Linked DNA regions of Mus musculus: regions 1 and 3 are each linked to region 2. Evidence: chromatin contacts called from public Hi-C and HiChIP or PLAC-seq data. All regions are on one chromosome and are shown on one strand. The core of a region is the stretch at or near the end of the contact, and the rest is flanking DNA. Distances in the headings are between cores, read along the strand shown. Region 1 has its middle 200 kb from the start of Gm34306. Region 2 has its middle 22 kb from the start of Gm34244. Region 3 has its middle 190 kb from the start of Gm34244.

What was found. HiChIP or PLAC-seq counts read pairs in DNA pulled down with a chosen protein or histone mark. Hi-C and Micro-C count contacts between places; a contact is called where the count stands out from the background.
Region 1: a contact with region 2 is called in a RAD21 HiChIP or PLAC-seq map of pro-B cells, with 10 times the contacts expected there. The contact joins two enhancer-like sites. A contact is called at or near these places in 1 of 15 datasets of contacts at CTCF or cohesin (pro-B cells), 3 of 484 Hi-C or Micro-C datasets (cerebellar granule neurons, nephron progenitors and uterus) and 2 of 115 datasets of contacts at active chromatin or transcription factors (both in embryonic stem cells).
Region 3: a Hi-C map of cortical neurons shows a contact between it and region 2, with 2.4 times the contacts expected there. The contact joins two enhancer-like sites. A contact is called at or near these places in 1 of 15 datasets of contacts at CTCF or cohesin (pro-B cells), 5 of 484 Hi-C or Micro-C datasets (the HPC-7 cell line, brain, cerebral cortex and 2 more) and 1 of 115 datasets of contacts at active chromatin or transcription factors (astrocytes).

The regions. Positions count from the first base shown.
Region 1 is chr1:137,567,916-137,571,054 of GRCm38.p6, reverse strand. No RefSeq gene overlaps it. Among named protein-coding and RNA genes, the nearest start is that of Gm34306, 200 kb to the left of the region's middle. Within about 2 kb of position 1,299, at least 8 of the 459 cell types and tissues checked have an H3K27ac peak or open chromatin away from gene starts, as enhancers often do. A contact at or near this core is called in pro-B cells, where this site is marked.
Region 2 is chr1:137,330,402-137,333,619 of GRCm38.p6, reverse strand. No RefSeq gene overlaps it. Among named protein-coding and RNA genes, the nearest start is that of Gm34244, 22 kb to the left of the region's middle. Within about 2 kb of position 1,484, at least 51 of the 459 cell types and tissues checked have an H3K27ac peak or open chromatin away from gene starts, as enhancers often do. A contact at or near this core is called in cortical neurons and pro-B cells, where this site is marked.
Region 3 is chr1:137,544,366-137,547,563 of GRCm38.p6, reverse strand. No RefSeq gene overlaps it. Among named protein-coding and RNA genes, the nearest start is that of Gm34244, 190 kb to the right of the region's middle. Within about 2 kb of position 1,708, at least 14 of the 459 cell types and tissues checked have an H3K27ac peak or open chromatin away from gene starts, as enhancers often do. A contact at or near this core is called in cortical neurons, where this site is marked.

The sequences.
Region 1 (3,139 bases), core at 50-2,549, 240 kb before region 2:
TGATGACAGAAGACTATATACCAACATAAACATCGATAAGAATTCTTTATTATTTTTACTTTACCTTAGGCTCTCCACTACATGTCCTTGTGTAAAGCCATGCTCACTGAGTGTATTACCTCAGTTGTGAGTCTAATATGAGTTGACTTATTATTGTGAGACTAAGTGAAGCACACCACTTTGCCATGCCTTGTTTGTATAAGCATAAGCTCCAATAAATAATCACTTTGAATATTGGTAGAGTATTAAGAATTTAAGAAACCCTTGAAAAGTATTCATAATCTGCCACATACAGTGAATTTTAGACAGCAATATCATGTAGCCAAGTGCCTACATCTATAAGTACTTAAATCTCAGAGCTAAAAGCTAAATGCTTCGTTACGCCACAGGGATGATGTTATGGAGTTTGCTCTACCCAGAAATATGGAGTGCATTTTCTTATCTGCTAATACAAATGCACAAAATGGAAGACATTACACAGAAAGCTTGCTTTTAGATTCATTCCATAGGCCATTGGTTGCTTTCATATCAATAAACAGACATAGTTTTGTGTATGAAAGCCAGATTTCTCCTTTAGCATATGCTAAAATGAATACAGATTTCTAAACACTTGGACTTTATAGCTGGTTTCAGTCTGTTAGACGTCTGTAGAGTATGATGTTGATTTATTAATGATTTCCACATGGTTAAAAAATCCTTTCACATCTCACAACTGTACAAATAATTGTTGGATTGAAATATTTTTTTACCTAATTTCTCTGCATAAGATTTTGCTCACATTTTACTGCTTTAGAATTCACAATACTGGAGTTTACATTTTCTTCAAGAAAATGCATTTCCCCTGTGGGAGAGAAACTCAGCACTCATACACAAAGCAGCCGTGAAACAAATGGAACACTCTGCCGTAAAGAGACATGCTGAAATCGAATTTCCTGGTCTGATAGTGAATAACACCTACCTCGATGCTTAATAATCTTTTATAGTACTTTCTTTTTTTTTTTCTAATCAAATGCCTGTCAGTGTTCTTACACACTATGAACTAGCATATTACCAGTTTCAACACGTAATTCATGGCATAATCCGGGTTGTATTTATACCACCAAGTCTATTATTTATGATAAACATGGTTTTATTTCATGAATGACACAACTAAGAAGTGTCACAGATGGATGGCGGCAACGTTTCATTTTTAAGTCAAGCACAATGTGGAGAAGGCAGCATTTTTATTTCCTTCCTGTGCTCCCCTTCTTCTTGACCTTGCTAACCACACAGCCTTGTAAGTCATCTCTTTCCCGACTCCCCAGGGACCTCTCTTTATAAGAAAGACCACACTTTATAATCCTCTCCACCGTGAACGTGTCATCGGTAATAACGTGCTTAATTGTTTGTCATACTTCTCCTGAGTCCTATCTCTACTCCCACCGCATTTTTGCTTTGGTCTTTCATTTCCAAAGTTAACTTTTAGCCAGAATAAATGACCAAAAGAAGGATGGAATTATGTTATTTTAATTATATGTTATTAACAAAGTAATTCCTATAAAACTCTGCTGTGGGACTCATGACGAATTTAAATGTCTGGGGGAAATTGGTCCAAGGTTAAAGTAAATAGAAGGAAGGGACAAGTATCCATCATCTTCCTCTAGAACAGTCACTCTCAACTGGTAGCCTGTGACCCCTGGAAATGTTGAATGACCCTTTCACAGGAGTCGCCATCAGAAGACCATCAGAAGACACAGATGTTTATATTACATTCCATAACAGTAGCACAGTTACAATTATGAAGTAGCAACAAAAATAATTTTATGTTTGGAGGTTACTACAACATCATCAAGGAATTTTACTAAAGGGTTGCAGCATTAGGAAGATTGAGAACCACTGGACTAGATGTATTTCCACTCTTTGGTATAAAATTGTTTCCCATGGACTGGCAAAGTGACTCAAGCAGATAAAGGCACCTGCTATCAAACCTGATGATCTGAGCTCTTGTAGCCCCTCACTAATAGGCTTTAGTCTACCATGTCCAGACAGCTCCTCTGAGGTCAGTACAAACAGAGGAGTCCCCTTCCTAGCGGAGTTTCCCCTTCTTTGCCTGATCTGGTGAGCCTGACCCCTTATTTTCTACCTGAGGAATGTCTTTGGCAAACCCACAAGTTGAACTTCTTCAATTCTGATAAGAACCTGCCCAGCAAGTATCTGAGATTCCTAAAATGCTTCTCCATACAAATGAGGCATTCATAGCATTTTAAACTCAAAGCCAATGACTTCATTCACCCTGAAAAACTCCTTCCTGTCTCCAAGGTTAGTACATAGCCCTTGTCAACCCCAAGTAAAGTGTCTGCACCCCAATTGTTCCACTGAAGATTGTGTAAAAGAGCTGCTTCATTGAGCAGTAGCACTAAGATCCACAGAGAAGGCCTCAGTGGTGTCTGGACACCCTGAAGGAAGAAACAGAGGTTGCAGAACTACAGTTGGTCCCCAACACACGTACTACAAGGTCTATCCCTGGAACCCACTTGGAAGAAAGAGAATCAGTTCTTGAAAGTTGTTCGGTAACTTCCACACATGCTCCATAGTACAACAGTGTCATCCCCACAGGTAATAAATAGATAAGTTTAATATTGGTGAAATGGTTTTCTGATCTCAGTCCTCAGGGGAAGGTGTATATGCTATCATAGGCTGAACTGTAGCAGAATTCAACTCAAGATAAAATTAGTGTCACACGAGCATATCTACTAAGAAGCCAGAACCTTTGTTTCGATATAACAACTTTTAGCTATAGATGAAGTCCAAGAAAATATATGGATGACCTACACAATATGAAGAAATGTTAGGATAAAAATTTAATTCAGCTTCTGTACATCTCCAGTACATATTTGGTGCTTGATAATAAACATGAAACACTAGCCCATGGGTATCATAATCACCTGTTCTCAGTTACCTATTTTTTATGTTAGTATGCTCTCCTGTCTTCTTTTTCACCCAAACATTTTCAATTTATTTTATAAATTTGTTGATTTTTTTTTCCTGTTATGTTTTATATATATGGACATAACAAAATAAGTAACAGTAATAAAATAACAGTACAAAAGAGGAGATATTTCCTCTCTAGAGCTTCTGTTAATTGTTGTCTTTTCTATTT
Region 2 (3,218 bases), core at 235-2,734:
GTCTGTGTTTTGAGCTAGCTAAATTCTTAGACTGATTTTTGGTGACCTGACCCTAGATTTGAAGGATTGTATCCCAGAATCCCTCTTTGCTTTTATCACTATTGGAGTCAATGACTTTCTGTCTTCCCCTTGGTTTTGCTATGTAGACTATACATTTGGGGCTTTATTGTGCCCCAGGTATTTCTGTAGATTCTCTACTATTGTCCCAAGAAACCCAATAATCATACTCGCTCATACTTACAGAAACCATTTCATGTGGCATCAAAAAAAAATCATTGCAGGAAAAATATGTATATTTTTAATCTATCATTTAGAAGCCATAGGATTCACATTCCCTTTTCAGATTAGGAAAGAATGAAATGCATGAGTATGCAGTAAACCCTCCAAATCACCAAAGACTCAAGAGTGGTCACTATGAAGCCGTTAAGAGCTTACACCACCTCAGTTAGATACCAAGACTGAGTGAGATTTCCAGGACTGAAGTTCGGGTGGTAGGTTTGGGTCATAATCTATTACTTTTTAGTAAGTACTCAAAAGAACTTTAAAACATAAAATAAAAAAAAGAATACTCAAGAGTAGATTTCTTTTTCTCACACTAACCCATCCTCTTTTCCCAATAAGAAAGCCATGCCTGTCTAAAGGTTCCACAAGCTGGAGCTAGGGATTCCCACAAACCCCTCTCTAACACGTCTGTGCAAAGGCCCAGAGCTGGCAATGGAGGTTGGAAGAGCTTTCAGTCCTAGTTCACTGTAGGAGGTAAACATTACAGGAGCATGTGAGGCTAGGACAGAGAACCAAAGAAAAGAAACAGCAGGTTTAAAAGAACATGCAAGAGGAGGACCGGGAAAATATTACAGGACAATAAATTACAGCCCACAGCCCTATCCAGATGTCGGTTCACGGTACTGCAGTAGCCACAGCATGGGGAGGTTAGAGAACCACATTTACCATGTGTGCACTGCTCTGTATTTAATGTTTAAGCTCTTTAATTCTTTGTGTCTATGAAAAGCCTCAGTCAGAAAATCCAGATGGACTATATTAATCAGAGCACATAATTTTAGTGGTAGACATGCTTATTCCCAAAGCCTGGATATATTCCTAGAGCTTTGCAGAGCCTCGTTGTCTTGAGGGAAAAAAAATACGCTTGGCTCGGCAGCATTTGTTAATTTATGTAAGAAGGAAAATGAATCACATATAAACATATGGAAATATCCAAATGCCAGGTTTTCAGTTTTTTTGTTTTTTTAGGTTAGCTCCCTGAGTCCTCATTTTCTTTCTAGCCTGGGATTGGTGGTATCGGTTTTTTAACATTAAACAGACTCCTTGTTTGGAGTGTGTGTGTGTGTGTGTGTGTTTCAGACCAAGCAAATTTCGTGTTTTCTTTGGACAGAAAACTAACAAAGGATGGGAAGTCCTTACTTTAAGACATTACAGTTAAGGGTCATGAACATTCAAGCAGGAGTTACTGCCATCCAGAGGCAGAAAGCCACGAACAGCCATATCCTATCCTAGCTCCATCGTGGAGGAAGGAAGACAAGCAAAATGTGTAGGTTGCAGCAGTTTTGGTCGTTAAATCATCCAAAAAGAAATTGGAAAATGCCAAAACTTGAATGTCACTGGGTCTCTGGTTCTCCTGTTGTCAGAAATGACAGAGTCTCTAGTCCAGCACTCTCCAGAACTGGTCACGGTTTAAAAAAAAAAAAAAAAAAAAGGAGCAGTCTGATGTCAGGCTGGCCATCTGTGCCAACTGTCCTGAGTACTGGAGTCTGTAACACATTCAAAGTGAGCTTCGCACGTGTCTTTGCACATATAGTTTTCTTATATTAAAGCTTTGATGACTGTTGCTGAGGTTAGCTGTTCTAGCAGTTGATACAGGCAGCCCATAGCCCTTCAATATAAGTCATATGCTGTATTTGCTGCCTAGTGACTGTCTAATTGGAAGTAAAGACATCCATGGTCTTTCAGACAAGAGCTTCCAAGCATGTGTGCATGAATTTTTTTTTCTTTTTTGTGGCATTAACAAGCGAAGTCCTGAAAGCTTTGGCATACCTGAGCATTGGGCAGTCATTCTAAAGGAACTAGCTCAGCGCCATGCAGGTTTGGGTGCCGTGGAAAAATAGGTCCATCTAGGTAAGAGACCACTGCACAGCAGCACTAACCACTAGGAAAGTTTCTGCAGCATCACAAAGACAGATTCTGGAAAAATATAAATATGTGTGTGATATATTTTACATGACTCACATATAAATATAGTAGTCACATATACATACACACATAAGTGGTGGTTACACATTGGTAGAAATTCCAACTTAAAAACTACATCAACTTCAATTTTTAACAACAGGCACAAGTAATTATACTTGCCACTTGCAGGTATTTTATACACTCCTGATGGATATAACTGCTTTGGAATAGGTTTTAAAACTTGGAAACACACGCATACACCATTTCTCAATGGGCAAAGCATACTTCAATTTTCTAACTGAATCCTACCCACATGAGTGCAAACATTTTGAGTCAAATAAAATGATTTAAAAATTGCAGAATAATATAGTGTTAATCATCTTCACTCTGCTTGAAGTATTTCAATGCTATTCTATCATATTTTGGGGAAGCCACTCTCAAGCATTTTAAAGGAGAGATAGAGAAGGTTCTCCCAATTTTTAATAGACTTACAAAATACGGACATGAAAGTACGAAGCCTATACTTCTCTAGCCTCCCCTACCCCCGCCCCCCTCTGTCTTAACACTGGGCTGCCCTTCTGCAGGGAACTTTCCACCAGATATCTTGCATGTTCAGGGTTACCAGTGCCCTCTGCTGGCTTTCTGCTTGAAATGAGAGAATGGAGGGAAAGACAGAGATAGACAGACAGACAGGCAGACAGATGAGAGAGACAGAAAAAGATGGACAGAGAGACAGACAGAGAGACAGAAACAGACAGAGTCAGAGACAAAACAAACAGACAGGAGGCCCTTCTGGTCCTGGAAACTGGCACTAAAGAACTAAACAAGAATGGAAGACTTACCTTCACTAATCTTATTTTCTTGTTTCGTTGTCATCTTAAACTTCTGCCAGAGATCCATTGTGGAACCGTTTGTTCCAAGGGGTTCTCACTCACTGCTAATTCAGCATCAGGAAAAGAATATTAGGCTGGGATGAAGGGGCAAATGAATGCAGATTTGGGGACATAGTCACTCATTTTACAGATGCATAAACC
Region 3 (3,198 bases), core at 459-2,958, 210 kb before region 2:
AGACAAGGCCATCCTCTGCTTCATATGTATCTGGAGCCATGGATCCCTCCCTGTACCCTCCTTGGTCAGTGGTCTAGTCCCTGCATGAGCCCAATATAAGAAGCTTAGAGATGATCTCCAAAAACAAGAGCCACATAAGAAAACTGGTAAAATCAAGAGACTGCCATATCCAGGGATCCATCCCATAATTAGCCTCCAAATGATGACACCATTGCATACACTAGCAAGCATTTGGTGCAAGGACCGTGATATAGCCGTCTCTTGTGAGACTAGGCCAGGGCCTAACAAACACAGAAGTGGATGCTCACAGTCAACTATTGGATGGATCACAGGGCCCCCAATGGAGGAGCTAGAGAAAGTACCCAAGGAGCTAAAGGGATCTGCAACCCTATAGGTACAACAACATTATGAACTAACCAGTACCCCGGAGCTCTTGTCTCTAGCTGCATATGTATCAAATAATGGCCTAGTCGGCCATCACTGGAAAGAGAGGCCCACTGGACAGGCAAACTTTATATGCCCCAGTACAGGGGAACGCCAGGGCCAAAAAATGGGAATGGGTGGGTAGGGGAGGTGGGGGTGTGGGAGGCTTTTGGGATAGCATTGGAAATGTAATTGAGGAAAATATGTAATAAAAAAAATTTTAAAAAAAAGAAAACTGGTAAAGGGAAACAGGTTGGCTAAATCAGCACAAACTGATCTGACCTAAGCAATTGATGAGAGACACTTGGAACAAGTACAGAGGTTAGGTGCTGTGAGGGATACAGGGGGCAAGCTGTGCTGTCAGTGAGGGGGGACAGGGATGGCAGAGTCAGGCCTCAAGGTGAGTGATGGCAGCTGGCAGCATGTGTGTGCCCTGCAGACTCATTTAAGATTTAAAACTCTCCTGGAAAAATGTAGCGAACCATCTACAGGTAAGAATTTAAATGCAGAGCCTTGATCACAGCTAATCGTGGTGTACTCATGACACTGCCAGGAACTGTACATTTGAAGGCAAAATGAAGTCCCAAATATGTGTAAAAATTAGGTTTTAAAGGCCATTCTCGAGAATATGGATAAGCATGCAGTGTGTCTATGGGGGGCGGGGAGAGTATGCATAGTCTCATGTCCTCAAAGGAAGTTGAATGGGGTGCTTCCAGACAAGGGCTACAGGCTAGACAGATTTCCCACTATTTCAGGAAATTGAACAAGTTATTTGAAAAGCTCTGCCAAACTCAATCCCATTTACTTCCCTTTCCCCCTCACTGCACAGACGTTCCCTGAGGTAGAAAGGCTATTCTGGAAAGGCAAGTGTAGCGGGAAGAATTCGCATGGATGCTCATAACCAACTTGAACAATTTGAAACTTCTCCTGGTAACTGACGAGAGAACTGTCACAAAGGGGCTATAGTTTCCCAGTGCTACTGTCCTTAGAGAATCCTCACTGTAAGTCTGGAGTGACCTGCTTTGAAGTTCACAAACAATGATGATCATTTTTAGAAAGGAATAATTGTACATTTGAGGGGGTTTACAGTCCTCCTTTGATAAATTACTGATGTCTCTCTAGCATCTGACAGCTACCATATGCAAATTGGAAATCCCTTCCTTAGTAAATTTATGTGCATCTTGTAAGAATATCACACTTTGACTTTTACAGCAAGCTGTAGAACAAGGAGGCAGAGGCAGTCTGTTCAGAAGCTGGTTGTCAAGGCAACTGCACCTTCTTCCAATAAGAAAACCAAAGGGATTTTCCAACAGCATATTGGGGAGGAAATTTAAGCATGTATTGTCCCTATGCATATTTTCCATTGATCTAAAGACAATGTTGCCAGGAGCTTATTAGCCACCTCAGAAAAAGCTTCTTTCTCTATTGAATCCTCAGCAAGACATGAAATCAATGTGATTACAGGTGTAAGTACTTGCTTTGGATCTCATGGCATTTCAGCATATGTTGGGAAAAGGTTACAAGAATTAACAGGAAAAAAAAAAGAACTAAAGCCTTCTCGTTTTACATGGTGTTATGACTAGTTGATTTTCTATCATCTACGAAAGCCCAACACACTATTCAGATGTGTCCTGCTTAACCTCTCTCACAGTTCTGACATAGACAGAAACCAGGTAATGCGAGCTACGTAGAGTAAAACAAATCAAGGACAGCTGAGAACCAGGATCTGGGGTGACATTAGCTTCTAACCCTCTGAGTGATAGACCCTTTTGTGTCCTTTTGTGTGATGCCAAGAAGCGAGATGTAGCACATGAAGACAGAGATAGGTAAGGAGGGAGAGCCACGGAAGACTGTGCTCTACTGTAATTATCAGGCTGAGCCTTTAGACCCCAATGGAAGAGCTAGGGGAGGGACTGAAGGAGCTGAAGGGGATTGCAACCACATAGGAAGAACAATATCAACTAACCAGGCCACCTAGAGCTCTTAGGGACTAAACCATCAACCAAAGAGTACACATGGATGGATCCATGGTTCCAGATATATATGTAGTAGAGGATAACCGTATCTGGCATTAATGGGAGGGGAGGCCCTTGATACTGTGGAGTTTTGATGTCCCAGCATTGGGGGAAGCTAGAGCAGTGAAGTGGGAATGGGTGAGTGGGTGGAGGAGCACCCTTAAAGGCAAAGGGGAGGAGGGATTGTTCAGTCCCAGGACTGGAGTGACAGATGGGTAGTTAAAAGCACTTGCAACTCAGGCTGAGGGCTCATGGGGGCTCACATCCAACTACAACTGTAGGTGAGGTGGACTACTCAGACACCAGTCACCCATGCGGTATGCATATGTAGGTAAAAATTCATACATTTTAAATAAATACATCTTTAAAAGCTAAAGAAAGAGAGATAAATCTCTGGTGGCCCTCCTCTTAAAAAAAATATTGAGTCAGGAAAGAGTCCAATGGTTCTCAACCATCCTAATGTTATCTTTTTAATACAGTCCCTCATGTTGTGGTTACACCCAACCATAAAATTATTTTCATTGCTACTTCATAACTGTAATTTTGCTACTGTTATTAATCATGATGTAAAAATATGATATGCAGCATATCTGATGTGCAACCCCCAAAGGGGTCGTGACCCATAGCTTGAGAGCTGGTTTAATCTGATCATTCCTCTCTGCAAAATGAGAGCAGTGACATGGACAGCTATTGCATTGGAATGCCAGGAGGTCTTAGTGAGATCCTATACATGAAGTCTGCTCATGCACACAGGACATGT